7 separate regions of the Mus musculus genome follow, and all the other regions are linked to region 7. A link is a contact called in public HiCAR-type, HiChIP or PLAC-seq and promoter capture Hi-C data. All regions are on one chromosome and are shown on one strand. The core of a region is the stretch at or near the end of the contact, and the rest is flanking DNA. Distances in the headings are between cores, read along the strand shown.

Region 1 (3,234 bases), core at 348-2,847, 990 kb before region 7:
GTCCAGTCAAGAAGAATGGGGTATGGGATCAGTCTTCAGATTAGTTTATGGGGTTGCAACAGCCCGACTTATAGGCCATTTTAATGTCCAAAGGACCTCAAAGGTCAAAGAAGGCCATCGGCACTAGCTCTGGCACCATACCCACAACTTCAACTGCCCCATGCTCGCTTCCAAGCGCGCTCTCTCTCTCTCTCCCTCTCTCGCTCCCTCCAGGGTCTGGCTGTACTGGAAACTCACTATGTAAACCAGGCTCGCTTCAAACTCACAGAGACCCACCTGCCTCTGCCTTCCAAGTGCTGGGATTGCTTCTTTTCCCTCTAATGTTTTCACAGTCATTAGACGGAATCATATTGAAAAGCAGCTCTGGTTGGCTCTCACTGCAGAAGCTGTCCATAACCCAGGGAAGGTGCTAATAGTATAAGGTCCAGATGCAAAGCTATCTCCCACACCCAACCCACTTTCCTGCTATTTCAACTGTATCTCACCAGTGCCTCAGTTACCACTCCCACTTGCAAGCCAGAGATACAAGCTGACATACACAAGAGTCCCTTGGAGGACCCTATCTGTGTGATGGCACCTTCTCCTGAATTATCTTAACACTTCCAGACCAGGATTCTCTCTGATCAAATGTGTTCTGGACACTGCCACAGCTCTGTTCTCTCAGAGCAACTTCCACTTAACATCCCCTCCAGTGGGAACACATTTGTTTCTGTGCACTTGGGTGTCACTTGCCTGTAGGGCCCACCCTGGGACTCCAGTGTCGCATAGGTGGGTAGAAACTTGGCTGCCTGAAATAAAAGCAAAGCCATTCCTCTCATGAAGCGTGCTCCTTCTCACAAACAAGGAAAGGTGAAGGGTTAGCCCAAGGTCATGGGATTACACCTGGTCAGCCAGGGCGGTGGCATGGTCCTTCAAAGAAGCAAAACACCTGCAATTCCTACGCACTCAACTCCACGAAAGGCAGACGGGGCAACCTGACCCCAAAACTTGTCAGAGGTTGAGTTGTGCAAGCAAGGGTCACTGAAAAGGGTAGCTGTGAGGAAAATCTACCATACAGATATGCCATGCCCACCAGGCCAGTTCAGGGCAACGTTACGGGTGAAGAGCAGGGGAACAACAGCTATCCCCCAGAAAGGGAAACCTGAAAAGTCACTAATATGTAGTGGCCAGGCCTTCCAGAGCTCATCCCGGGGCTCCTCCGATCCGAAAAAACACTCGACATCTCATACGGAGACGACCACGGGGGGTTCCACGAGGGCCGGAGGGAGTGAGGCGCTCCCCTGGCTGATCCAGGCCCTGACGGTTCCCGATTCCAATCTAAACTGTCTGTCCCAAACTCCTGCCCCGACGCGGGGAGACCCTCACCAAAAGAAGGTGTTAGTGCCATCGTCGTAGACTTCAGACTCGGTGCTGCGGCGGCCCTTGAGCAGCGGAGACTCAGATCCCGAGCCTCCGGCGACTCTGCGCTCGCCCCTCCGCATGGCGCCCGGCCTGCGCAGCCCAGTAGGCTGCAGGCGGTGGGCTGGGGTCGCAGTGCTGCCCGGCGGGGTCTCCGCGGGAGTGGGGCGGGGCCGTGAGGCATTGTGGGACGCGTAGTGCGCGCCGGGCCGCAGGGCATGCTGGGCGCTGGAAAGCCCTAAACTGCCCGGTGGGAGGGACGCGGTCCGGTTGCTAGGAGACCGGCCGCGTGCTCCGCCTGACAGAGACTGTACAAGCCGGCTGGCACTGGCTGGTGTTGATAAAGTTCCGAAGACATATAATCTCTGGGGATAGGGACGCAAAAGAGACTCAACCTAAACTGTTGTGGTAGACAGCCCTGCCAAGCAAACTAAACTCCGGAAGCTGAGGCAGGAGGATTGAACGAATCCAAGGACAGCCTGAGTTATTCAAACCTTGAATTAAAAAAAAAAGGAGGCGCCGGGCACTGGTGGCCCATGCCTTTAATCCCAGCACTTGGGAGGCAGAGGCAGGCGGGTCTCTGAGTTCAAGGCCAGCCTGGTCTACAGAGTGAGTTCAAGGACAGCCAGAACTACACAGCGAAACCGTCTCGAAAATGAATGAATGAATGAATAAATAAATAAGATGAAATAGTGATAGAGAAATGGCTTAGCAGTTAAGATCACTGCCTGACCTTCTAGAGGATGGAGTTCAGTTTCCACTCTCACATAGCAGCAGTGGCTCCAATGCCCTCTTCTAGTATCTAGGGCACTGTATACAGTTGGTGTATAGATGCATACACTCAACCAAAACACTTATACACTAATAAATAGATGTAGATAGATAGATAAATTAGATAAATTATTGCCAGACATGATGGCATAGTCCTTTAATCCTAGCACTCAGGTATCAGAGGCAGGAAGATCTATATGTGTTTGAAGCCATCCAAGTCTACACACTGTGAGCTCTAGATCAGCCAAGGCTAGACTCTGTCTCAAACTTTAACGTAAATAAAAATTAATGACTAAATTAGCAGGACCAGTCAAGTTGGATAGTTGAAACTGGTATGGTTAGTTGCTGAGAGTACTTACATTTTGCCAGAGGTAGGGAATGGGCTTCTTGTCTGAGAGTGTGGGTCCTTCTTCAGTTTTCTCAGATGTGTTGGCTTGTGGTGCCACCAGCCTGCAATCCCAGCACTTTGAGGTGGAGGTATATATATCAGGGAGTCTGTGGTTATCCTTCACGTGAGATTAGGAGTTAGATAGATTCCCTGATAGGCAGACAGAGAAGAGAGAGCCTATTGGATATTGAAGATGACAAAATTCAGCCGGGTAGCGGTGGCCCACACCTTTAATCCCAGTACTCAGGAGGCAGAGGCAGGAAGATCTTTGTGAGTTTGGGGCAGCCTGGTCTACATAATGAGATCCTAGAAAACAAAGGCTACAAAGAAAAACTCTATCTTGAAACAAACAAACAAATAAACAATAAGATGGCAGACTCTTGGTTTCTTCTTCACCCTCCTTACCTGAAATAAAAGTCTAGCAGCTTAAAAGAAAGGCCTTGGTGAACCTTTTCTCCACCAGGAGGGTCACCAGTCCAGACAAGCTCAAGGCCAGATCAGGACATGTTTGCCCAAAAGTCGTGGGTTTGTCAGCCTCCCTGTCATTGTTCAAACTGACAAACCATAAATTAGAGGAGTAAGACCCCCCATCCCCCCAGAGATCCTTGGAGCTCTCAGCCTGTGTTGCTGGGTATGGATGGCACCAGTAGTCCAGACCTTTCATTCCAGGTCCCAGG
Region 2 (3,448 bases), core at 726-3,225, 830 kb before region 7:
TTAAAGGGTGAGGCATCAGTGGACTGAACACTTCTCGGATCGTTGCTCTGTATCAGTTCTGGGCACCGTGGGGACATGAAGCCAGAAGGAGGCAAAGCTCATACCCGGTCCCCCACCCCCACCCCTCACACAAAGAACTCTGGTTAATTACTGCCCAGTTCAAGTGGCCAGAAACCTGCCCTCAGACTGGGAAGATGCAGGACGAACTCAACACAGGACTAGTCCAGGGGCAGAAAGTCACAGCACGTGCACTTTATTGAGTCCACCATGGACAGATTTGTGAGTGTCACATTTGCATATGTATGGGGCAAATGGTCAGGACTAAGTCTAGGGTTTGGGGCAGCGATAGACAAGGAAACACATAGCAAGCCTGGGAGGCCCCAGAATCTGTTATCTACTGTGAGATGTTGCAAGACATCTCACATCATCTAATGGCACAGACAACGATGACGACGATGGCCGTGAGGATGGTGAAGAACAGGGAGCTGATGTTCAGGCACTTGGCGGTGGAGGCGAAGGCCTGGGCCCCAGTCGTATCACCCACCATCTTCCTGTCCCTAGACTGGAAGAGACCAGATGGTCAGTGGCACTGGAGCTGGCCAATGGAAAGACAAGTACTGACTCAGCTCCCCATCACCTTCCTAGCCCACTGTGCTCCTCTTAATCTTTAGGCCAGGGACCTTCTTCCACTTTACCACACTCACGACTACCCAGAAACACCCAGCACTAGCCTCTTACTCTACTGTTTCCTGTTAGTTCCTAGTGAACTTTCCATCCAGCCAGGAGTGTTAATCTTCAGGGTTAAGGAACCTTCCAGGGGGCTGGAGAGAGGGTTCAGCGGTTAAGAGCACTGACTGCTCTTCCAAGAGGTCCTCTCACACAGGAGATAAGGGATGTCGGTCTCGAGGCTCTAAAGTTAGGGGTTTATATAGGAAAGGAGTGGGGGTAGGGGGAGGATTGGCACAGTTACACACAAATGGGCAATTTAAACATCAGAGAGCTGTATGTGATAGTAACTCTAAAGGGAGGGTGTTTATCTTGGTCGGCAGGACATCTGGCTAAGCCCAAACCATATCAGCAGGTGGCCCATTACTCATCAGAGCTTGTCCTGGAGATTGTCCTTGCGTGCCTTTCTTGTCTCAATGGCTAGTTGGTACCTAGGATGACTTTACAGCCTTTGTTCTTTGCTCTAAGCCCAAAAAGCCCTCCTAACTAGCAAGCCGCAAGAGTCAAGGACCTTGAATAAACTTTCTGGCTAGGGCTTTGAAGTCTTGAATTTAGCTTTCTTTCTTTCAAGTTCAAATCTCAGCAACCACATGGTGGCTCACAACTATCTATGAGATCTGATGCCTTCTTCTGGTGTGTCTGAAGACAGTTACAGTGTACTTATAATAAATAAATAAATCTTTTTTAAAAGGGGGGGGCATTCCAAGAATCAGGAAGTAAGGAGACTTCCTTCAAACTTTAGGCTATGATGGAGATACCTTGACCCACGGATCCCCAGGCACCTCCTGGGATTCCCTCCACACATACACACAAACATACACATACACACACACACACACAACCCAGGTACCACCTGGGTAAGTCAAGGTTGAGGCCCATACAATACCTTCACGGAGTAGGCATAGGCTACGAAGCCCAGGCAGCAGAAGTTCATGAAGAGTGTATTGAACAGGGACCAGACCACATGGTCAGGCGTGGAGATCTCAGGCATGTTGATTGTGGTGGCTGTCGCAGAAGTTGAGATGTGGGGTGACCCCAGTACAACCACCTCTTGCTGCTCCTTAGGCATCTCTCGGCTTTTGAAGCTGCAGAGTGAGAATAAGGAAGGAATGAGAAGGCTTTTCAAACTGGGCAGTCCGGAGCCTGCTGCGCAGTGGGCCGGCCTTTTTCCTCCAGTGGGGTCTGTTTCTCAGAAACCTACTTCCTTATGTTTACAATTTGGTGTGCTTTTTAGGGGCTGCGGAGTTAAGGGCAAATAGTGGTTTCAAGTTACCATTAGGGTGTGGGCAGGGAGAGCCACTCCCACCCCTTTTCAAGCTGTCCTAATCCCCAGAGGCTGGGGTTTGAAGCTGTGAGGCAGCTCACCCCCTCCACTGGGAAGGAGAGGTGACTGCAGTGTTCCCCAGTGCATAGGTTACAGTAAGCAGAAGGGAACAACGCGGTCGCTCCGAGTTTGCTTTGAGGAGGGATGATGTTTTGCACATTCTTTAGCTCCCTTTGTTGTGACTGAGAACAGGAGCACACAACTTGTCATAGACTCTAACATCCACCCTCTGTACAGACAGGGCCGAGAGCTCAGGATTCTACATTTTTAGTTTATTTGCTTTTGCCTTAGTAAGAGACTCATTCTAGAAGCTGAAGCTGAGAGAAAAACAAAGGTCTATAAAACAGAAATTCCCCAGAGATAACTCTACCCCAAATCCTGACCCCCCCGAACTGCTGTGTGTCCTAAGAAGGGGATTTATTAGAATAACTTACAGGTGTGGTCGAGGAGCCCTAAAATGACTGTCTCCTGATGGAAAGGCCTAGGATCCAGGCGTTGTCCACAAGACTAAAGTCAGCTGTGTCAATGTGGTGCTAGAGTCCCAGGGAGATTCTACAGAGGTCCGTTGGGACCCTGAGGAAGTAGGTTCTAATATCTCTGGAACAGGAGAGAGAAACTGAGCAGCAAGAGGGTAAGCAGGCAAAACCATCCTTCTTCCATGACCTTTTATGTGGGGTGCCACCAGAAGGTGTGGCCCACATTTAGGGTGGCTTTTCTGACCTCAAATAATCCAACCAGGAAAAACAAAAAAGCAAAGCAAAGCAAAAACAAAAAAGCGCCCTACTCTCTCAGGTGTGCCCAGGTGTGCCCAGATGCTTGTGTTACAGTTGATTTTAGATGAAGTCAAGTTGCTAAGCAACATTAGCCATCACAGCATATGAATATACTGGCATTATCAAGACTGACCCATGGTCTGAAGTCCTCACTGTGTGCTCCATGCCATCCCTTTGCCCCCTTAACGTACTTAAAAACCAGGAAGCCTCAGAGCTGTGCCTCTCCTTCATCCTCCCAAAACTCCCCGCCTCTTCCCTTTTTCTTCTGTAGAAAAAGCCCCTAATAAAAACCTCGCCTGGGGGGCTGGCGAGATGGCTCAGAGGGTAAGAGCACTGACTGCTCTTCCGAAGGCCCTGAGTTCAAATCCCAGCAACCACATGGTGGCTTACAAACATCTGTAATGAGATCTGATGCCCTCTTCTGGTGTGTCTGAAGACAGCTACAGTGTACTTACATATAATAAGTAAATCTTTAAAACAACAAAACAACAACAAACCCAAAACCTTGTCAGGGAATTTGCTTTGTCTACTTCTAGATCTGAAGCTCCTGGGGTTTGCAGCCATCTGGCTTAAACTTTTCCAAGCCATTAGCGCTTAATTTCACTCACAGTTGGCATTTCAGAGG
Region 3 (3,228 bases), core at 521-3,020, 900 kb before region 7:
GAGCAAGGATAATAGCGAGTCAGAGGCTAGCTTGGGCTGCAAAATGAGACCCTGTTTAAAGTAAAGAGAAGAAAGACCCCAAATCAAGGGCCAAAGAGATGGCTCAGTGGTTAAGAGCACTTGCTGCTCTTGCAGAGGACCCAGAATCCATATGAAGGCTCACAACTGTCTGTAACTCTAGTTTCAGGGGATCTGATGTCCACTTCTGGGCAGCAGGCACACTCAAGGTACACAGACATATAGACAATCAATATAGTCCTACACATAAAAATAATCTTTAAAAAATCCCAAATTCTACCTTGTGGTGGTTTCAAAGAAAATGGCTTCCATAGGCTCATAGGCAGTGGCTCTATACAAAGGTGTGGCCTTGTTGGAGGAAGTTGTGTCACTAGAGGGTGGGCTTTGAGGGCTCAGAAGCTCAAGCCAGACCTAGTGACACAGTCTTTTCCTGCTGGCCAAAGATCAAGATTTAGCACTCTCAGCTACCTCTCTAGCACCATGTCTGCCTGCAAGCCACCATGCTTCCTGCCAAGGTGATAATGGACCAAACCCCTGAGCTGTGAACCAGCCACAGTTAAATGTCTTTGTTTATAAGAATTGCTGTGGTCATGGTGTTTCTTCGTTGTAGTAGTACCCTAAGTAAGACATATGGCGAAGAAAAAGTTACTACCCAGCGCTAAATTTTGTCTGTGATAAAATATCCCGACAGAAACAACTCAAGGACAAAAGGGTTCATCTTGGTTCACAGTCCCAGGCTACAGTCCTTCACAATGGGGAAGTCAAGGCACCCAGAGCTTGAAACAATCTGGTCACATTATGTCCACAGTCAGTAGAAGAGAATAACAAATGTAAGCAAGCCAGTGCCCAGCTCACATTCTTGGTTCTAGACAGTCCAGAATCTCTAGCTCAGGGAAGAGTACTGCTGACAGTGGGTCGTTCCAACATCAACCAGTTTAGCTAACCCCTTCATTGACTTTCACAGAACCTGAACAGCCTTGTGCTCAGAGTCTTGTTTCTCAGGAGATTCTCGGTTGTGGTAAGTTCCCTTCCTGGTTAGGAAACTCCTTTCTTTCAAGATTAAGATATTGGAGAGAATGTATTATATATTATAGATATATTGGGAGTCAGTGTATATGTTGGCTGTAAGGTTGGAAACAAGTGTGCTTTCAAGAACCCACGTAAGAACAATTCGTTCTGCTATTGGGAAGTTGTGTGGGTATGAGGATGTGGCTTCTGGTCTGTAGGCTTGCGGGTGGGGGGGGGAGGGGGGGAGGGGGGGAGGGGGGAGGGTGGGTCCCTTTGAAGTACAGCATATCATACTCTGTAAGGAGCTTGTTCTAGGGAGTTACCAGTCTGGGGCCTTTTGCAGGGGATAATCTAAGATATGAGCAATGTTGAAGGAGATTTGAGGATGTAGAGTTCGTAGGGAGGAGTGTTGTGGGGATGAGGGATGATGCACTGTTCATGTACTGTTGCGGCCGGCCAGCGGCCCACGTGTCTGGGTTCTAGTCTGGAAGGCATCTTGGAATCTGGAAGAGAAGAGGGGGCTAGGCGGCGCGAGATAGATGGAACCAAGACAACCGTCTGATCAAGGTTCGATTTTACTATTCCAGACACTGGGTTATGAAGAAGGGGAAGGGGCCCATTCCTGCCAAATCATCCTACGAGTCCAGTTGCAGGTGACCACGTGTTTGGCTCCGGAACAGCTAGGCAGCAGGCAGCAGCAGTGGGAGTGGCAGAATGATAGGGCGGCAGGCTCCACCACATGCTCTCTTCCCGATAACAGTGAAACCTGAGCAGCCAGGTTTCAGGCTGAGGCGGGGAGGTTACAATGCACAAGGTTGGGATTTAATAAGTAAGCATGGAGAAGTCGTACCCTAGATAGGGATGCCTTAGAAAGCATGGTGACTGATGAGAGCTTTGAGTAAGTCTGTACTGAGAACGAGGACGGGGCCGTGAAGCCAGATTTTCTTTGTCTCAGTGGTAAGTGGTACAGTTGCAGTCAAAGTTCCAGAGGCAAGGTGGCCAGCCTTCGGTCACCATGTGTAGAAGTTTGGCTGCTACATATAGGCTGTAGAGCAATTTGTGTGTCGTCGTCCCCCGCCCCGCCCCCTGCCATTGGCAGAGTATAGTAAAGGTTTGTCCTTGGTTAGTATGTAAAGACAGAAGGGCTTGTGTAGATATGGAAGAGGCAGGTGAAAAACCGGACTTAAGTAGGTTTATGGAACAAAGAAGGGTTTGGGAGACAAGAGTGGCTCTTCCAGGGCTCCCTTAGTGGCTTCGTAAAGAGGCTGTGCAGTGAGGGAGAAGTTGGGGATCCATATATGGAAGAAGTTAAAGAGATCTCCTAATGCAAGAAATTCACACTTGGTTTGTGAGGTAGGTGGCATGGGTCTCACAGAGGCCACTGCTACTTGACAAAGGTCCAGCACATGGACATCACAGACCACAGTTCTCCACCATCCTCGACTTTCATCTTTGACGATTCTCACTATGCATTATGGGAGTTTCCTTGCGCTTTTCTCCTTTGGGGTATTTTGTGTGAGCTGTGGTAGAAAATGTAAGTGTGTACAACGGCAGTCTCTCTAAACCAAATCATTGTTGGGAAGAAGTCTCCGCCACAGTGGAGCCACACAGAGTGATGACTCGGAACCCCTATTGTGCCCCTCTGTTTGCACCCAGAAGAGAGAAGTTAAAGATTGACTAACTGAAAGATGGTGCCAGAAACTCCTGGATACACCTGGTCCCAAGGATGAAAGCACACAATGGGAGAGGAAAACAATGGGCCCAGACCCAGAGCCCGAGGCCTTGGCAGCTGAGGGCAGGAGTACAGTTAGTAAGTATAGGGCAGTGCCCATGATTGATTCCCTGGGCACATGACTTACAGCATGAATGGCGAGGTCTGGTCTGCCCCATGAGAAGCAGATCCTGAGAAGTTAGACTGGCTTGATCCCCTCTGCCATATGCAGGAGCAGGCACTGAAGGAGTCAGGATGGTGTGGCACAATGGAAAAAGAGTAAGAGATCAGGACCTTCCCTTTGCAGAGCTCAGGAGGAGAGCATGCCCATATTGTAAGACTGAGGCACAAAGGAACACAACTAGGAAACAGCTCGATGCTTATCATGCTACCTGGTGCAAAGGCTGCCTCAGGCCCCCTGAGGACTGAAAATTGCTCTTATGGGTTTATTTCTCAAGACTCCATGCCTGGCACCTCCTGACCACATAGGC
Region 4 (3,513 bases), core at 91-2,590, 920 kb before region 7:
CCCAGGATCTGCTGGAAGATGTCTGGAAACAGTTGTCCAGGCATAAGAAGAGGCAGAGGGCCTCTGCAGGCAGGAGACAGGTGCAGGGCTGAAAAGGGAGTTCTGGATCCATCAGGTGGACTGGACCAGAACATAGTGAGCCAGTGTCACTGCTCTGAGACTTTGAGAGGAGAGATACTTGCTCCCCTCCTCAGCTCACCAGCTTCCCTCACAAAGATGGGGCTGAGCTCTACGTGGCTTGGTTAGGCTTCTCCAGGCTCATTCCCTGGTCTTTCTCTACCTAGCTGTCATTGATGTTCACCCTGCTCTGGAGAGTTTTCCCCCAAGGTGTGGGTCCAATGGCCACCAACTCCAGAGGTTCTCCCCGGATTCTTACCCACAGGCCTAAGTTGCTTTGTACATCCTCTGACCACTCTTAAACGTGCAAACTACAGCAAGCATTTACTCAAGTTAGCATTGGTCCCTAGCACACAGACATCTCAGTTCACTCACAGGTGTACCCAGGGTTTCCAGCTGCTCTGGCCACTCTAGGCAGCTGGATCCCTCAACACCACCCTTACCTCCCCACCTTCCAGAAGATGAGGAAACCGAGGCCCTGCTAAGTAGGCAATGGCCTGACAAGCCTCTTAGCTGAGGGCACCGGTTCCCCCAAGGGCCCACCGTTAACTCCATCACCACCGGATCTAAGCCAGATTCCAGGGTCGGAAAAGGTAGGGATGAGCCCCGAGGGTCCCTGGCGTTACTGCTGACGTCACTGGGCGTCCCGCCGAACAGAACCGCGACCCCTCCCCCAATATAGCTGAGCTGGGAGGAGCAGGACAGCAGGGGCTCTGGGCAGTCAGACCCCCAGGCCTTGGGAGGTCCGGGCCCTCTCGCTACGCGCCATCGCGTACCTCGCCCGTAGCCCAGCCGCTGGCGTAGCGCGCGGCCCGGGCGCACCAGGCTCCGGTGCACATACGTGAGCCACGCGGCGCAGGTGAGCAGCAGCAACAGCAGCAGCAGCTTCATCTGCTTGCGGACCTTCTTCACCGGGAACCACGGCATCGCGGCGCCACAATCAGGGGCGTCGCTGCGGCCCCCCGGCCCCGCCTGCCCCGCCCCACATCCCCCGGCCCACCCTGCTGCGCTTAGCGCCTGCAGCACCGCATGGTCCTTTGTCCGCTGCGGGGACTACGGGATTCGGCCACTACTCCCGGGCTGCTCAGGCCGCGGTCGGGGTGGGCGGCGGGAGCGGCTCCTTGAGGCGCTCCCCCGCCCGCCCCTCCCGGCTGCTCACGCTCCTCTGGACGCCGCGGGACCGAGCAGCATCCACGCTGCGGTGCTACCCAGCGTGAAACGGGACCGATGGTCGCGGTGCCCGAGCCAATCGGCCGCGGCCAGCCCGCGTACAACCAATCCGTGATGCTCGGAGGCGGGGTGGCGCGTTAGGGTGTGCCAATGATCCACACGACGCGCGCATTCACCTGGTGTTCGCCGGCCGCGCGCCCGGGGATGCGGGGGTTGTGGGGACCGAATCTGCGGTGAGGGACACCAGGGACGTCGGGGAGAGGGATGTAAGAGGTCGTTGTTACTGTGGAGGCCATGGCAGGGACGAGGGGTGCTGCGGGAATCCGGCTGCGTGTCTGGGAAAACGCTGGGAATAATGAGCACGCAGAGAAGGAGCTCAGCCTTCCTCTCAGTCGGACTAAAACGAGGCTGGGATGTTCTCGGCTAGCTGTAAGGAAGGACAGGTGGGTGGAGGGTGGTTCTATCCAGATAGCTTCAGTTGTGCACTCCATTCGCTTTCTAGCTGGTGCATCCCAGCCCTCCTGACTACCACCTCTCTCCCACCTTACCACCAGCCGCTTCTCTTTGAGGTTCCAGCCTAATGACCAGGGTACTTCAGTTGGTGTAGCAGAAGCTGCTGTGAGCCTGCAGAGCTCGTGGGTTAGGAATGGGGACTGGACATTTAAATAGTCTCCCTTCCTCCGTGATGCCATGGCCTTAAGTAGAAAGAAGCCATTGGAAGGAGATGGAATCTCTTAGAGACCTTCGCACCCTGGGTGGGTGTGCCCCAGTGGAGATGACTGGGCAACTTCCAGTGTCTGTTCTAAGGGGTGGCCTCCAGCTCAGTAGGCAAGGGAGCCTTCCCATACCACATGCACCACTGTGCTGTTTGCAAGGTGGCTTTGCTGGTTTTGTTTAGTTTGTGTTGTTTTGAGACAGTGTCTCACTGTGTAGCCTTAGTTGGCCTGGAGCTCTTAGACCGCTGCTTGCCTCTGCCTCCTGAGTGCTGGGATTCAAGGCATGTGTCACCACACCTGGCTTGCCTTTGTTTTTAACATTACCCCACCATCACTATGTATCCTTGGGACATAAAATCAAATTGGCCACATTTCTTTCTTTAAAAAAAAAACTTTTTAATTGTTTCTGTCGGGTTTTTTTGTTTTGTTTTGTTTTGTTTTAACTTTCTTCCAGGCATCAGCTGCTGTTCTCATCAGCTGGTTTCCTGTCCTGACTTTGTTTCTGATGCCTGCACTTGTTTATATCCTGAACATTGTCTCAGCACACACCAGCTTGTTGTAGCTACTTTTTCATCTTCCTAGTCATCCAGCTAAAAGACATCTTTACAACAGGAAGACTTGAGGGAGCAATAGAGAAGAACAAGAAGAAGAAAAGAGAGGGTCTCTGCTGTCTTATGTTTACTGGACAGAGGCAGAAAACAAATAATGTTTGTTGTTGTTCTGATTTGTTTTTGTTTTGTTTTGTTTTGGTTTGGTTTTGGTTTTTGAGGCAGGGTTTCTCTGTGTAGCCCTGGCGGTCCTGGAACTCACTCTGTAGACCAGGCTGGCCTTGAACTCAGAAATCCACCTGCCTCTGCCTCCCAAGTGCTGGGATTAAAGGCATGAGCCACCACTGCCCGACAAATAGCATTTTTTGTTTTGTTTTGTTTTGTTTTGTTTTGTTTTGTTTTGTTTAAGAAAGCAAATGTTGGGAAGCAAGCAAAGCGTTTGGGCAGAGAAGTGCACTAGCAGGGAAGAGTTCAGGGCCCTGTAGGCGACCCAAGCCCAAGACTCTCCTCTCTTCATCTAGAGTCGGTAAAGCAAGTAGGGTAAGGCAGAACAACTGAGGAGTCAGCAAACCGTGATCAGCTAGACAGCGGTTCCCCTTGCTAACACATCTGGCCGAGACCACATCTCACCCCAACCACAGAAGGAAATGTTTCAGTCTAACCAAGCAGACAGCACGACAACAGGATCTATTGATGAACGTATGCACTTCAAACAAACAAAAACCCAACTGTATTTGTCTTTTTTTTTTTTTTTTTTTACAGATTTTAATTCATTGTTTTATGTATATGGATGTCTTGTCTGCATGCGTGTCTGGTCTACCACCTGTGTGCCCAGTGCCTACAGAGGCCAGAAAATGGTGTTGCATCTCCTGGAACTGCTTTTAAACCGCCGTGCTGGTGCTGGGAACTCAACCTGAGTCATCTGCAGCGCTTTTAACTGCTGAGTCATCTCTTTGCCTCCT
Region 5 (3,623 bases), core at 359-2,858, 960 kb before region 7:
CCACGCTCCCTATTGCCTGCAGCATTTTGCCCTGTGCATCAAACTCATTGCTGCGTGGTTTGTGCCTGATGTGCCCCAGAAAGTGAAGAATGAGGTTCTGCAGGAGAAGTATGACAGAATTCGCCATAGAATGCGGTAGGGATGTAGAGGCTCACCTGGCTGGAGCAGGTCTCTGCCTGGGGACAGGCCTGGCCTCCGACCCATACCAACCCTATCCTTCCTGCAGCTTCAGTTCCAGGAGCACGGATGTATAGACGACCTGGGGCAGGTGGAGAAATGCCACTTTCCAGGAGCCTGGACTAGGAATAAGTCCCCACCTCTACAGCTTGCCCCTATCCATAACAATGTGTATGTATGTGTTGAGGGAGGCTGTAAAATGGCCCATGTATATGTAGGATCCTGGATGGTCTACATATATGTTAATACATGAAGATCAAAGGAGGGCCTAGACTATATGTAGGTGTATATGGGCATCCTACGAAGCCCATGTGTATATGTTAACCACGGGAGACTTGTATATGTAGGGATCATTGAAATCCATGTATATTTAGGGTATTTATGAACGGCACAGATGTGCCTGTGGGGTTTGCTTCAACTTTCCTACGGTTCAGATTGGTACAGACCTGACTTGAGACTCTTGAATGACCCTAGTACCTATAGAACTGCAGGTTGCTCATAAAACCCCCATGCAGTAAAATTAGCCTAAATGCCATGGACCTCCTGGCTTCTGGGCCTCAGATCCTGCTCTGTGGCCTCCTGCTTTGTGGGAAGCCATGGACCTCCTGGCTTCTGGGCCTCAGATCCTGCTCTGTGGCCTCCTGCTTTGTGGGAAGCCTAGAGAGTAACTTCTGGATCCCCTCCCTCCCAGTTAACCTGGATCCGTACAGCGGCAAAACTTTTTACAAGCAAAATAAACCTGTGTGTATTGATTTCTGAGCCTCATGATGTAGATCCAGTTTCTAGAGATTATTTCTTCCCTGGGCTAGATTGAGATGGGATGAATTATGGCAGCCTGGGGCCACCTGGCTCTTCTTTGGTTTGCCTCATTGTCTTTGGTTTTTGTTTGGTTGGTTGGTTGGTTTTTCAAGACAGGGTTTCTCTCTATAGCCCTGGCTGTCCTGGAATTCACTTTGTAGACCAGGCTGGCCTCGAACTCAGAAATCCGCCTGCCTCTGCCTCCCGAGTGCTGGGATTAAAGGCATGCGTCACCACCGCCCGGCTTTGCCTCTTTGTCTAAGCGCGGGGCACCTTATGGAAGAAGGTTCTTCCAAATATCTGGGGTTTTGAGTGGCAAGAGAAGACACGGGGTCAGTTATGAGTGGGATGTGAATCAAGAAAGACTTTCTGGAGGAAAAGGAAGAGTTTGGGCTGGAGAGGCAAAACACCATGACAGTCAGCAGGGTGGCCCTTTGCGGGTTGCGCTGGTTGGGCTCCTTTGGTCAAACCAAACCCTGCCCCTAAGCCGGGAAGTTTGAAGATCCCGGGACGGAACTTCCTACACTCACCAGCACTAGCCTCAGGCTTAAAGCGGGACACTAGGTCCGCCCTAGCCCTGCCTGCGGGGCGGGGCTGCACCTGCCGCTGGGTCTGTCGCCGCTGCGCACCTCGGACAGGTAAACTGTCAGCTTCCGCGCGAGTCTCAGGTGGGTGGCAGTCGTGACTCAGACACGCGGAGGTGAGTAGAGGTCCTGGTTCCTGGAGCCGCTCCAGTTTTAGGGTTGAGGACCTGGGAGCACTTTGCTCCGAGGAGCCTTGGGGCCATGGTCCCGCAGGAAGTAGCTCTGAACCAGACGGGTTTCCCGCTCAGCCCGGAAGCTCGAGAGCACTGCGTCCAGTCCCCTTCTCTGGCCTTGCTCTTTTCATTCTGCCCAACATGGTCAATAGCTTCCTCTTGATTTAAGTGCAAGCCTGTAGAGGCGGGCGAGGGGTCGTAATACCTCGCCTTCGCTCCCAACAAACGTATCTCAAACCTAAGCAAGTCTAGGACACCTGAGCAGAGTGAGAGGCTGGCAGGGACCCGGGCTCGCGGGGACCCTAGCAGAGCCTTCGCCTCCTGTGAGCGCCAGCGTTCGGTGCGCGCCCAGACTAGCTGTCGGCGCGCTTCCGCTCTCCGTGCGCGTCCCCATCTTCTGCACGCGTGCCTGATAGGTCGGCTTGCCTCACCTGTTGAGTTCCGGGAAACAGGTCGTGCGCCACCCGCAGAAGACCAAGGGCAAGAAGTAGGAGCTGGATGAACTCGGGGAATTGGTCTCCTCGAGGCCTTTTATGCACACTCCTTTCTTTAAAGAAAGATATGTGGGGATCCAACACACACCAGAAACAGGGGCGGCGCAAGAGTAGCGCTGAGCAGCACCCAGGTGTCGAGATGCTGAGCAGCAAAAAACCGGATCCACAAGTGGGGAGCGGGCCTGGGGCTTCGAGCTCCGAAGCTCCAGAACACTCACTCATCTGATAGCACAGGATGCCCCTATAGCTCAAGGACTGTGCCTCCAGGACCTGGGCCTTCCAGGAACCTCAAAATACGGAGGCAATGCTGAGTGATCCGAGGGTCTAGGCTGGGATTTAAATTCTGAGGCCCTGGAGTGCCTTCAAAAGACTGCAGAGGCAAATATCTGAGGCCATCTGAGTTTTTATGCAAGAGTGGCCTGAGGCTGGGGTATGGGATAGAACAGTGGTTCTCAACCTTCCTTTAATACAGTTCTTGTTGTGGTGACTCCCAACCATAAAGTTATTTTTGTTGCTACTTCATAACTAATTTTGCTACTGTTATGAAGCTGCAACTCTTTAATCTTTAATACAATTCCCCATGTTGTGGTGACCCCCAACCATAAGGTTATTTTTTTTTCTTTTTTTTGGGGGGGGGGTTCGAGACAGGATTTCTCTGTGTATCCCTGGCTGTCCTGGAACTCACTTTGTAGACCAGGCTGGCCTTGAACTCAGAAATCCGCCTGCCTCTGCCTCCCAAGTGCTGGGATTAAAGGCTTGGGCCACCACAGCCAGGCTTCATAAGATTATTTTCATTGCTGCTTCATAACTGCAATTTTGCTACAAAATTTGATTTTGATACAAATTCATTGTTATGAATTTACAATTCATAACAGTAGTAAAGTTACAATACTGGGCTGGTGGGATGGCTCAGCAGGTTGCTCTTCTGAAGGTCCTGAGTTCAAATCCCAGCAGCCAAATGGTGGCTCACAACCATCTGTAATGAGATCTGATGCCCTCTTCTGGTGTGTCTGAAGGCAGCTACAGTGTACTTATGTATAATAATAAATAAATCTAAAAAAAAAATTACAATCCTGACCCCACGGATTGAGAACCTGCTGGGATAGAGGGTGGTAGATGTTAGCAGACAGGAAAGGAGAACAGTATTGACCCAAGATTCTGTGAGGATGACATTAATTTCTTGATTCACAACATGGGAAACACAGCCAGTTACTGTGCATGGGATGTTCAGGAGGCCGAGACGGCTTCAGGCAGCAAACGGATCCATAAGTGTAGAGGAAGGGCATCTGTTCCCTTCAGCCTTTCCAGGCTTGAGCCAAAAGCGCTCCATCACCCAGTGATCATGAATGCCAGGCCAGGGGGGTGGGGGTGGGGGTGGGGGGCCACTTGAGCAGGGT
Region 6 (3,493 bases), core at 124-2,623, 870 kb before region 7:
GTACGCCCATGGAAACCACTCTACCTAGCTTCCCAGAGGCAGACTTTTTCAGAGATGTTGACTAAACCAGCACCAGCTAATAGGACTGCAAAGAAGGGAGTCTGTAGGAGGTGCTGATGTCTCTGTGAAGAACTCAAGAAAGATAATGAAATGAGTGGAACCTAGAAACTAGAGCAGCCCCAGCTCCCAAGACTCAGGGCACTAGGAAGGGTGGGTGCTGCAGGGCACCTTGAAGGAGATCTCTGTAGTAGCCTGGTCCTTCCAGTGCCACCAAGATAGAAAGTGGATGCAAGTCCTAACAAGAGAAGCCAGGCCAGATGTCCCTGTTATCACTGAGTCCTTCAGTATGATCAGGAGTAGCTTTCCTGGTCACAGCCCTCACCCCACCAAGCGTTTGAGAAAGCGTCTCTGGTAGGACGAAGGTCCTCTCGGTGACCATGCCACTAGCACTAATAAATTTTGTTAGGGCAGGAGGGAAAAAGAGTGGCTGTAGCACCAACAGGCCAGCCCAGGACCATGAGGTCAGAGCCAAGTGACCGAAGATCATTTAGTTCTAATACCAAAGTCCAGTGGTTGATCACACTTAGGGCACTAGGGCTCTGCAAGGAGAGAGACACAGAGGCGTGTTAGCATTTTGTCTAGGCTCTGCCCCACAGTTATCTGGCAACAGCTGGGTGTGCCTGACTCACACTAAAAGGGGCTGCTCCCCCCCTTACTCTCTAACCTTCCTGCACCTGCTTCCCCCTCCTCATTCCCCACTCCCTCCGAGTGCTCATGGCCAGCCTCTACTTCTCTGTTCTCTCTCTCTCTCTCTGCCTTTCTCTGTCTCTACTACCCTCTCAACCCCCTCCCCATGAATAGAGAATAAACTCTGTTCTATGCGATACCACCGTGTGGCTGGTCCCTCAAAGGGAAGGGACGCTTCAGCGTGGGCCTGCAGAGGCCCCCCCTCCCCCAACATATGACTGCATAGCCACCGAAGATATTCCTTCTCTCTCCTCTTTAAAACACAAGAAGTACCGTTCATCCCACCTGTCTATGAAGCCAGGAGAACTGGCGTTCATAGTGAGAGGCTCTCTGGGCACTCTTTATTGCTGAATAAAGAATAGAGGGTTCTTTGGGGCCTGGCTGGGACCTTGATAAGGAACAGTGAGGTTCTGCAGCTGTGAGCGTGAGCTTGGTTGACTCCAGGACCCCTCACTCTTAAACACTGAGGTTTGGGCCTTGGGACAAGTCCTGACTTGGGCTCCTGGCCTGGAAGTTCCCCTGATTCACAATCCTTCCTGACATCCTGCCCTGGAGTAATTTGATCCGCAGGCTTTTTAGATCCCCGCCCCTCTGAACCCAGAGCAGTTTCATCAAGCCAAAATTCAGGAAAAGGAAACTTCTGAGAAACCGAAACTGCCGCAGAAAGGGCAGACCCGCAGCGCGCTCCATCCTTTGCCCTTCAGTGCTGCCTTTGCTCCGCACCATGAACCACACTTCTCAAGCCTTCATCACCGCTGCCAGTGGAGGACAGCCCCCAAACTACGAAAGAATCAAGGAAGAATATGAGGTGGCTGAGATGGGGGCACCGCACGGATCGGCTTCTGTCAGAACTACTGTGATCAACATGCCCAGAGAGGTGTCGGTGCCTGACCATGTGGTCTGGTCCCTGTTCAATACACTCTTCATGAACTTCTGCTGCCTGGGCTTCATAGCCTATGCCTACTCCGTGAAGGTGAGTGTGCTAGAATGGGGGGAGTGATGGTGTAAAAAGGTGTGTGTGAACCTGAAGCTCCATCTACCCAGATGGCACCGAGGTATGAGTGTGGGGTCCTTTGTTTAAAATAAGTTTGTGTTCATTCTTCTGTGGTGTGTGTGTGTGTGTGTGTGTGTGTGTGTGTGTACACGTGTAGGCTTAAAGGCTCTCTGGGGGCAGACACAGGGTGAGGCTGCCTGGGGATTCTGGAGTCAGACTCTTCCAATGCAGAGATGCCTATAGCACCTTCACTCAACAGACTGGGATTCTAGCCTGTGTGGAAAATGTTCAGGAGATTCATGGGGAACAATAGCCTACAGTGGGGTGAACAACAAGTGCTAGGGCCTCCTGGATGATCAGAGGATGTAAAATGTTCCTGACCTAAGATGGGGAGATGCAGTCCACAGGGAGTACGTCAGGAAAACTGTCAGAGCATCTGCCTATCAGCTCCAGGGCCACTGACCGTGTCTATCTGTTCTGCTCCAGTCTAGGGATCGGAAGATGGTGGGTGATGTGACTGGAGCCCAGGCCTACGCCTCCACTGCTAAGTGCCTGAACATCAGCACCTTGGTCCTCAGCATCCTGATGGTTGTTATCACCATTGTTAGTGTCATCATCATTGTTCTTAACGCTCAAAACCTTCACACTTAATAGAGGATTCCGACTTCCGGTCCTGAAGTGCTTCACCCTCCGCAGCTGCGTCCCTCCTTGCCCCTCCCTACACGCAGGTGTAACACTCATTTATCTATCCACAGTGGATTCAATAAAGTGCACTTGATAACCACCATCCTATGACTGCTTTTATTCCTCCCACCCCTCTATCTTCCTTGCTCTGAGGTGGACATGTAGGTTATCCTCAATTTGGCAGTAGTCTCTGGCCTGCTGTTGTGGACATTTGCTGGCCAAAGTCCTGGATGGTATTTGGCTGCTTCAGGCAGGGAGAACTCAAGCTTCAACTGGCCCTGGCCCCACATTTCCAGGGCACCCAGTCCAGTTCAGAAGTGGAGGACCAGGTCTGGGTCCGTATTCTTCTGGACGAATACTCTGAACCAGACAAGATGGTGTCAAAAGTTCCATGCCTGCTTCCCGGGGGAACCCTGGGCTGATCCTGTCCAGGATTTGCTGGGTGCTGTGGTGGGGGCCTGGTGTCCCCTACTGGTCCCACAGCAGCGATGCAGTTCATTCCTTGTCGCCCTGGAGCCTAGAATGACCTTTTAAGGCTCAAAGTCGCTGCCCTGGCGCCCCCTGCCGGCACTCTGCAGGTACGGTGGCCGCGTGGTGCTTCCATTCCCCCACCCCCCCACCGACCCCGCTCCCCCGGACCCTATATGGTAAGGGAGAGCGCCAATCACGCCTTCTTGTGCCGGGGTATGCAGGACTCACCTCTCTGGTCGGGATCCTAGTACCCACGTTTCCACTTCACTTAGTGCATTGAGTTTAGGAGTCTCCTGGGAATGGATGGGCGCTATCTGTTTCTGTTGGTGCAGGGGTCAATCATTCATCTCATAGCTGCCTTTCCAAGGGAACTTATTTCTGGTTCCCAGAGGCAAGCACCTCAAAAGTAGCCTGGATCTATGGGACTCCGTTTGTCCTCCTAAATCATTGTGGTGGGGTTTTAATGTCACCATCATACCCAGGGCAGCACGGTGGATCTGAAGTGCCTTGGTTAGTGGAAAGTCGCTGTAGTGGTTGCAGCCAGGAATTTGGGAGTGGGTGTGGTGGGTAGAAAGGGGTGGGGGCACTTTTGCAAGT
Region 7 (3,353 bases), core at 832-3,331:
CTGACCAATCCATTCACAAACCCAAGTCTCCAGGCTCCTGTCCTAAGATGCTACAGAAACCGCTACCCAGCACAGACCTCCTGCCACATCCTAGATTCAGTTAAGTGTTCCAGAGACTGAAGGAGGACAGTTCTCTCATCATACATGCTGAAAATAACAAAGTTTTACTTTTTAAATAATCAAATATTGGGAGGAATGGTGGACACAACTTTACTCCTTGCACACAGATCTATGTGAGTTCCAGGTCATCCTGGTCTACATAGTGAGCTTCAGGCCAGTCAAGACTACAGTGTTAGACCCTATGTCAATAGTGGTGGTTGGCGGTGGTGGTGGTGGTGGTGGTGGTCACATCTGGCAGCAGGTGATATTAGATGAGTAGACATGTATAGCCTAAAACAAATACACCAGATGTATTATTGCTAAAGTTCCTGAAGTTCTCTGAAGGCTGAAATAGTTCCTATTCTCCATGACTATTTCCAGAGACTACCACCAGTGGCAGCAGGTCCCCACGCCCACCACCAGCTGCTGTTCCAGGGGCCTGGTGGTCTGGCATCCCCACGCTCTTCTAAGGCTAAGTAAGCAGGATGAAAAACTCACATGCCAACAGAAACCAAACACAGCTTAAATGCAACAAACAGTCTGAGAAGCACCTGCCAGTAGACATGATTGTAACTTGCCAATTCTTCAATTAAGGACAAGAGGAAAGGACAGGTTAGTAGGATCATTTCATCTCCGGTTTCATAATTTACCCCTAAAAATATCAAAGTAAACAAGAGGCTGAGACAAATAAGATATCAGATGGGCCGGGCGTAGTGGCACACGCCTTTAATCCCAGCACTTGGGAGGCAGAGGCAGGCGGATTTCTGAGTTCAAGGTCAGCCTGGTCTACAGAGTGAGTTCCAGGACAGCCAGGGCTATAAAGAGAAACCCTGTCTGGGGGGGGGGGGGGGGGAGAGATATCAGATGGGAGCCTAAAAATAAAAACACCAGCCTAGACCCCACGAGGGAGATTCTGATCTAAAAGGGCCCTAGCTATTGATGTAAAAGCCTCCCGGGAACTCTAATGTGTAATGAGAATTGGAAAACACTGCTTTATGTCCCAGTAATTACAAAAGAAGCTGTCGCAGCTGTAGACATAATGATGGACCAGAGGCAGAGCAGACTAAACTGTCTGAAGGAGATGGAGAGGAACCAGGAAAGCATCCTGCTGCTGCCTTTACAGTCGAGCAGAGGTGCTCCCCTCTACAGCGTAAAAGGATATCCTGGCGTCATGAACCTCGATAACACAATCCACCGACTTCAGACTGCTCTGCATCTTCTTTAGTCCTAGAAAATAGAGGGGCACTAAGGAAACAGCCAAAGGGGGCAAGTTTAAGTTCTCCTAGGGGAATACATCTGAGAACCATCAGTGCACACAGGGTTAAAGGAGGCAGCATTCTGAGCCACGTTCCACGGTGCCCCGATGGTTCTGGAAGGTACATTTCACACAAGATGGTCTTAATCAGGAAGTTCCTGATACTGTGCGGACTTAATACCCTCACTGCACAGAAACACTGAGGCTCCGCACCGCAACTGCCACCTGTCCACTCACACTCCCGGCGCCTTTTCTGCCACACACTATAATCTCGCATGGCTGCGGCAGCCAAGACCACAGCAAACAGCAGCCTAGGACCGCACTACGTCTACAGCTGCCTGGGGCCAAGTTGTGACCTATAAACTCAGACATCAGCTTGCATGTGACTTAAAGGGACCACTCAGTGCGTCTCAAAAGTATCAAGCACAAAACAGCTCTCCAACCCGATGCCAGGAAGGCGAACCAAGGAACCGCCAGGACCGGCGCCCGTGCCGCCTGCAGCCCATGCTGGCCTCACCCTTGGCCATGTGGCCGGGGAACCAGCGTGCTACATCGTGACCTTGCAGAGGGAAGCACTCGCGCCAAGCGCCCCGGACGGCACCCCATGCCTGCGGCCACAGCCTCATGTCACTGGTGTCGGAAGAGTTCGCAGTCGGACCGCCTCCGCCAGGGCCTGGATCTGCTCACAGGGTTCCGGCGCGCCTGGGTTCCGTGCGCGACTGCGCATGCGCCTGACTCGAGCACTCTGGGATAAGCAGGGGCACGGGGTTGGCCCGGTAGTGCTCCATTCTCAGGATTCCTGAGCTTATGTGAGGTTCTTTTCAGGGATTTGAAGATAGTCTCCTTTTTTTTCTTTTGGAAAGACGATATATATATATAAAATATTATATTTGCTCTTATGTTGTGGTTGCGCACACTTTTTATCCCCAGCACCAGAGGCAGAGGCCAGTAAGTGGCTCTCAGTGTGCTTGAGACCAGCCTGGTGGATTCCAGAGCCAGTGCTACATGGTAAGACAGAGAAAAACAACAACAAAAAGACTCAATTTCATTTATTTATATTTTTTCTCATTTTTAATAGGTATTTTCCTCATTTACATTTCCAATGCTATCCCAAAAGTTCCCCATACCCACCTTCCCACTCCCCTTTTTTTGCCCTGGCGTTCCCCTGTACTGGGGCATATAAAGTTTGCAAGTCTAATGGGCCTCTCTTTCCAGTGATGGCCTACTGGGCCATCTTTTGATACATATGCAGCTAGAGACAAGAGCTCCGGGGTACTAGTTAGTTCATATTGTTGTTCCACCTATAGGGTTGCAGTTCCCTTTAGTTCCTTGGGTGCTTTCTCTAGCTCCTCCATTGGGGGCCCTTTATATTTTTATTTGAAGTGTCTGTGTATGCCATGTGTTAGCGGATACGCCCAGAAGCCAGTGGATCCTCTGGACCTGGAATTACAGGGGCTTTTGAGTTGTTTGACTGGGTGCTGAGAATTGAACTTCAGTCCTGTGCAATAGCAGCAATCATTCTTAACCTCCAAGCCATCTCTCCAGTCCCAATCTGGAGATTTTTCACTATATTCCAAATCTTTCAGGTTTGAGGATATATAGCATGGAGGATAACAAGCTGGCCTGGCCTAGCATGCCCAAGATTCTAGGGTTTCATAGGGAAGCCAGAAGAAATTGGGCTGCTGGCAATGAAGATGTGGCTTCTCCATGGTGGGAAATTGGCCTAGAAATTTAAACTTAAAATCTAGGCACATTTTTCTTCCTTTTGAGACAATATCTCACTTTGTAGCCTACGCTACCAAAACTCAGGCAGGTGTGACAGCACACACCAGTAATCCTAGCATATGAGAGATTTGAGGCAAGAGGGTCAGGAACTCAGGGTCAGCCTGAGCTTCATGAGGCAGTCTAAAAAAAGTCGTCTTTCTCCCTCGTATACTCATATAAATCAATGTAAGGAAATTGAGTTGTCCCCTATCAGTTCCCGGGCCTGCCTTAGAAC

Evidence for each region. Promoter capture Hi-C pulls out the DNA fragments that hold promoters and counts their contacts. HiCAR-type assays count read pairs that join an accessible place to other places. HiChIP or PLAC-seq counts read pairs in DNA pulled down with a chosen protein or histone mark.
Region 1: a HiCAR-type map of astrocytes shows a contact between it and region 7, with 5 times the contacts expected there. The contact joins the promoter of Ptdss2 here to the promoter of Mtg1 in region 7. A contact is called at or near these places in 4 of 39 promoter capture datasets (the HPC-7 cell line, cranial neural crest, embryonic stem cells and 1 more), 2 of 484 Hi-C or Micro-C datasets (B cells and embryonic stem cells) and 6 of 115 datasets of contacts at active chromatin or transcription factors (the SCID.adh cell line, astrocytes, embryonic stem cells and 2 more).
Region 2: a contact with region 7 is called in a promoter capture Hi-C map of embryonic stem cells, with 3 times the contacts expected there. The contact joins the promoter of Ifitm1 here to the promoter of Mtg1 in region 7. A contact is called at or near these places in 2 of 39 promoter capture datasets (cranial neural crest and embryonic stem cells), 1 of 484 Hi-C or Micro-C datasets (bone marrow-derived macrophages), 3 of 115 datasets of contacts at active chromatin or transcription factors (embryonic stem cells, pancreatic cancer cells and stem cell-derived neural progenitor cells) and 1 of 9 other capture datasets (macrophages).
Region 3: an RNA polymerase II HiChIP or PLAC-seq map of embryonic stem cells shows a contact between it and region 7, with 8 read pairs. The contact joins the enhancer-like site here to the promoter of Mtg1 in region 7. A contact is called at or near these places in 3 of 39 promoter capture datasets (cranial neural crest, embryonic stem cells and frontonasal cranial neural crest), 1 of 15 datasets of contacts at CTCF or cohesin (the NIH/3T3 cell line), 4 of 484 Hi-C or Micro-C datasets (LSK cells, cerebellum, embryonic stem cells and 1 more), 10 of 115 datasets of contacts at active chromatin or transcription factors (T-cell acute lymphoblastic leukemia, acute myeloid leukemia, astrocytes and 7 more) and 1 of 9 other capture datasets (liver).
Region 4: an H3K4me3 HiChIP or PLAC-seq map of forebrain shows a contact between it and region 7, with 6 times the contacts expected there. The contact joins the promoter of B4galnt4 here to the promoter of Mtg1 in region 7. A contact is called at or near these places in 2 of 39 promoter capture datasets (hippocampal neurons and second pharyngeal arch cranial neural crest), 3 of 484 Hi-C or Micro-C datasets (LSK cells, cerebellum and embryonic stem cells), 9 of 115 datasets of contacts at active chromatin or transcription factors (SST interneurons, embryonic forebrain, embryonic hindbrain and 6 more) and 2 of 9 other capture datasets (liver and pancreatic islet).
Region 5: a contact with region 7 is called in an H3K27ac HiChIP or PLAC-seq map of embryonic stem cells, with 6 times the contacts expected there. The contact joins the promoter of Sigirr here to the promoter of Mtg1 in region 7. A contact is called at or near these places in 1 of 39 promoter capture datasets (cranial neural crest), 2 of 484 Hi-C or Micro-C datasets (B cells and muscle stem cells), 4 of 115 datasets of contacts at active chromatin or transcription factors (embryonic stem cells, memory CD8 T cells and pancreatic cancer cells) and 2 of 9 other capture datasets (liver and pancreatic islet).
Region 6: an RNA polymerase II HiChIP or PLAC-seq map of embryonic stem cells shows a contact between it and region 7, with 9 times the contacts expected there. The contact joins the promoter of Ifitm3 here to the promoter of Mtg1 in region 7. A contact is called at or near these places in 8 of 39 promoter capture datasets (cranial neural crest, embryonic stem cells, liver and 3 more) and 5 of 115 datasets of contacts at active chromatin or transcription factors (astrocytes, embryonic stem cells, extraembryonic endoderm stem cells and 1 more).

Annotation. Positions count from the first base shown.
Region 1 is chr7:141,129,649-141,132,882 of GRCm38.p6, reverse strand. Ptdss2 (phosphatidylserine synthase 2) reads right to left here and starts at 1,597. Exons shown (of 12, transcript NM_013782.4): 1 at 1,366-1,597. The coding sequence starts at 1,481.
Region 2 is chr7:140,966,603-140,970,050 of GRCm38.p6, reverse strand. It overlaps Ifitm1 (interferon induced transmembrane protein 1), which reads right to left and starts at 1,975. Exons shown (of 2, transcript NM_001112715.1): 1 at 1,613-1,975; 2 at 224-562. The coding sequence starts at 1,795. The coding sequence ends at 425.
Region 3 is chr7:141,036,798-141,040,025 of GRCm38.p6, reverse strand. No RefSeq gene overlaps it. Among named protein-coding and RNA genes, the nearest start is that of Ifitm6, 22 kb to the right of the region's middle. Within about 2 kb of position 1,770, at least 29 of the 459 cell types and tissues checked have an H3K27ac peak or open chromatin away from gene starts, as enhancers often do. A contact at or near this core is called in embryonic stem cells and extraembryonic endoderm stem cells, where this site is marked.
Region 4 is chr7:141,058,805-141,062,317 of GRCm38.p6, reverse strand. B4galnt4 (beta-1,4-N-acetyl-galactosaminyl transferase 4) reads right to left here and starts at 1,340. Exons shown (of 20, transcript NM_177897.4): 1 at 894-1,340. The coding sequence starts at 1,044. Gm39114 (a long non-coding RNA gene) reads left to right here and starts at 1,279. Exons shown (of 2, transcript XR_881000.2): 1 at 1,279-1,520; 2 at 3,314-3,513.
Region 5 is chr7:141,098,531-141,102,153 of GRCm38.p6, reverse strand. It overlaps Sigirr (single immunoglobulin and toll-interleukin 1 receptor (TIR) domain), which reads left to right and starts at 1,608. Exons shown (of 10, transcript NM_001355055.1): 1 at 1,608-1,675. Ano9 (anoctamin 9) reads left to right here. Exons shown (of 24, transcript NM_178381.3): 23 at 23-135; 24 at 227-935. The coding sequence ends at 254.
Region 6 is chr7:141,008,624-141,012,116 of GRCm38.p6, reverse strand. It overlaps Ifitm3 (interferon induced transmembrane protein 3), which reads left to right and starts at 1,373. Exons shown (of 2, transcript NM_025378.2): 1 at 1,373-1,720; 2 at 2,228-2,527. The coding sequence starts at 1,472. The coding sequence ends at 2,392.
Region 7 is chr7:140,136,292-140,139,644 of GRCm38.p6, reverse strand. Mtg1 (mitochondrial ribosome-associated GTPase 1) reads right to left here and starts at 2,081. Exons shown (of 11, transcript NM_199301.2): 1 at 1,872-2,081; 2 at 1,262-1,326. The coding sequence starts at 1,980.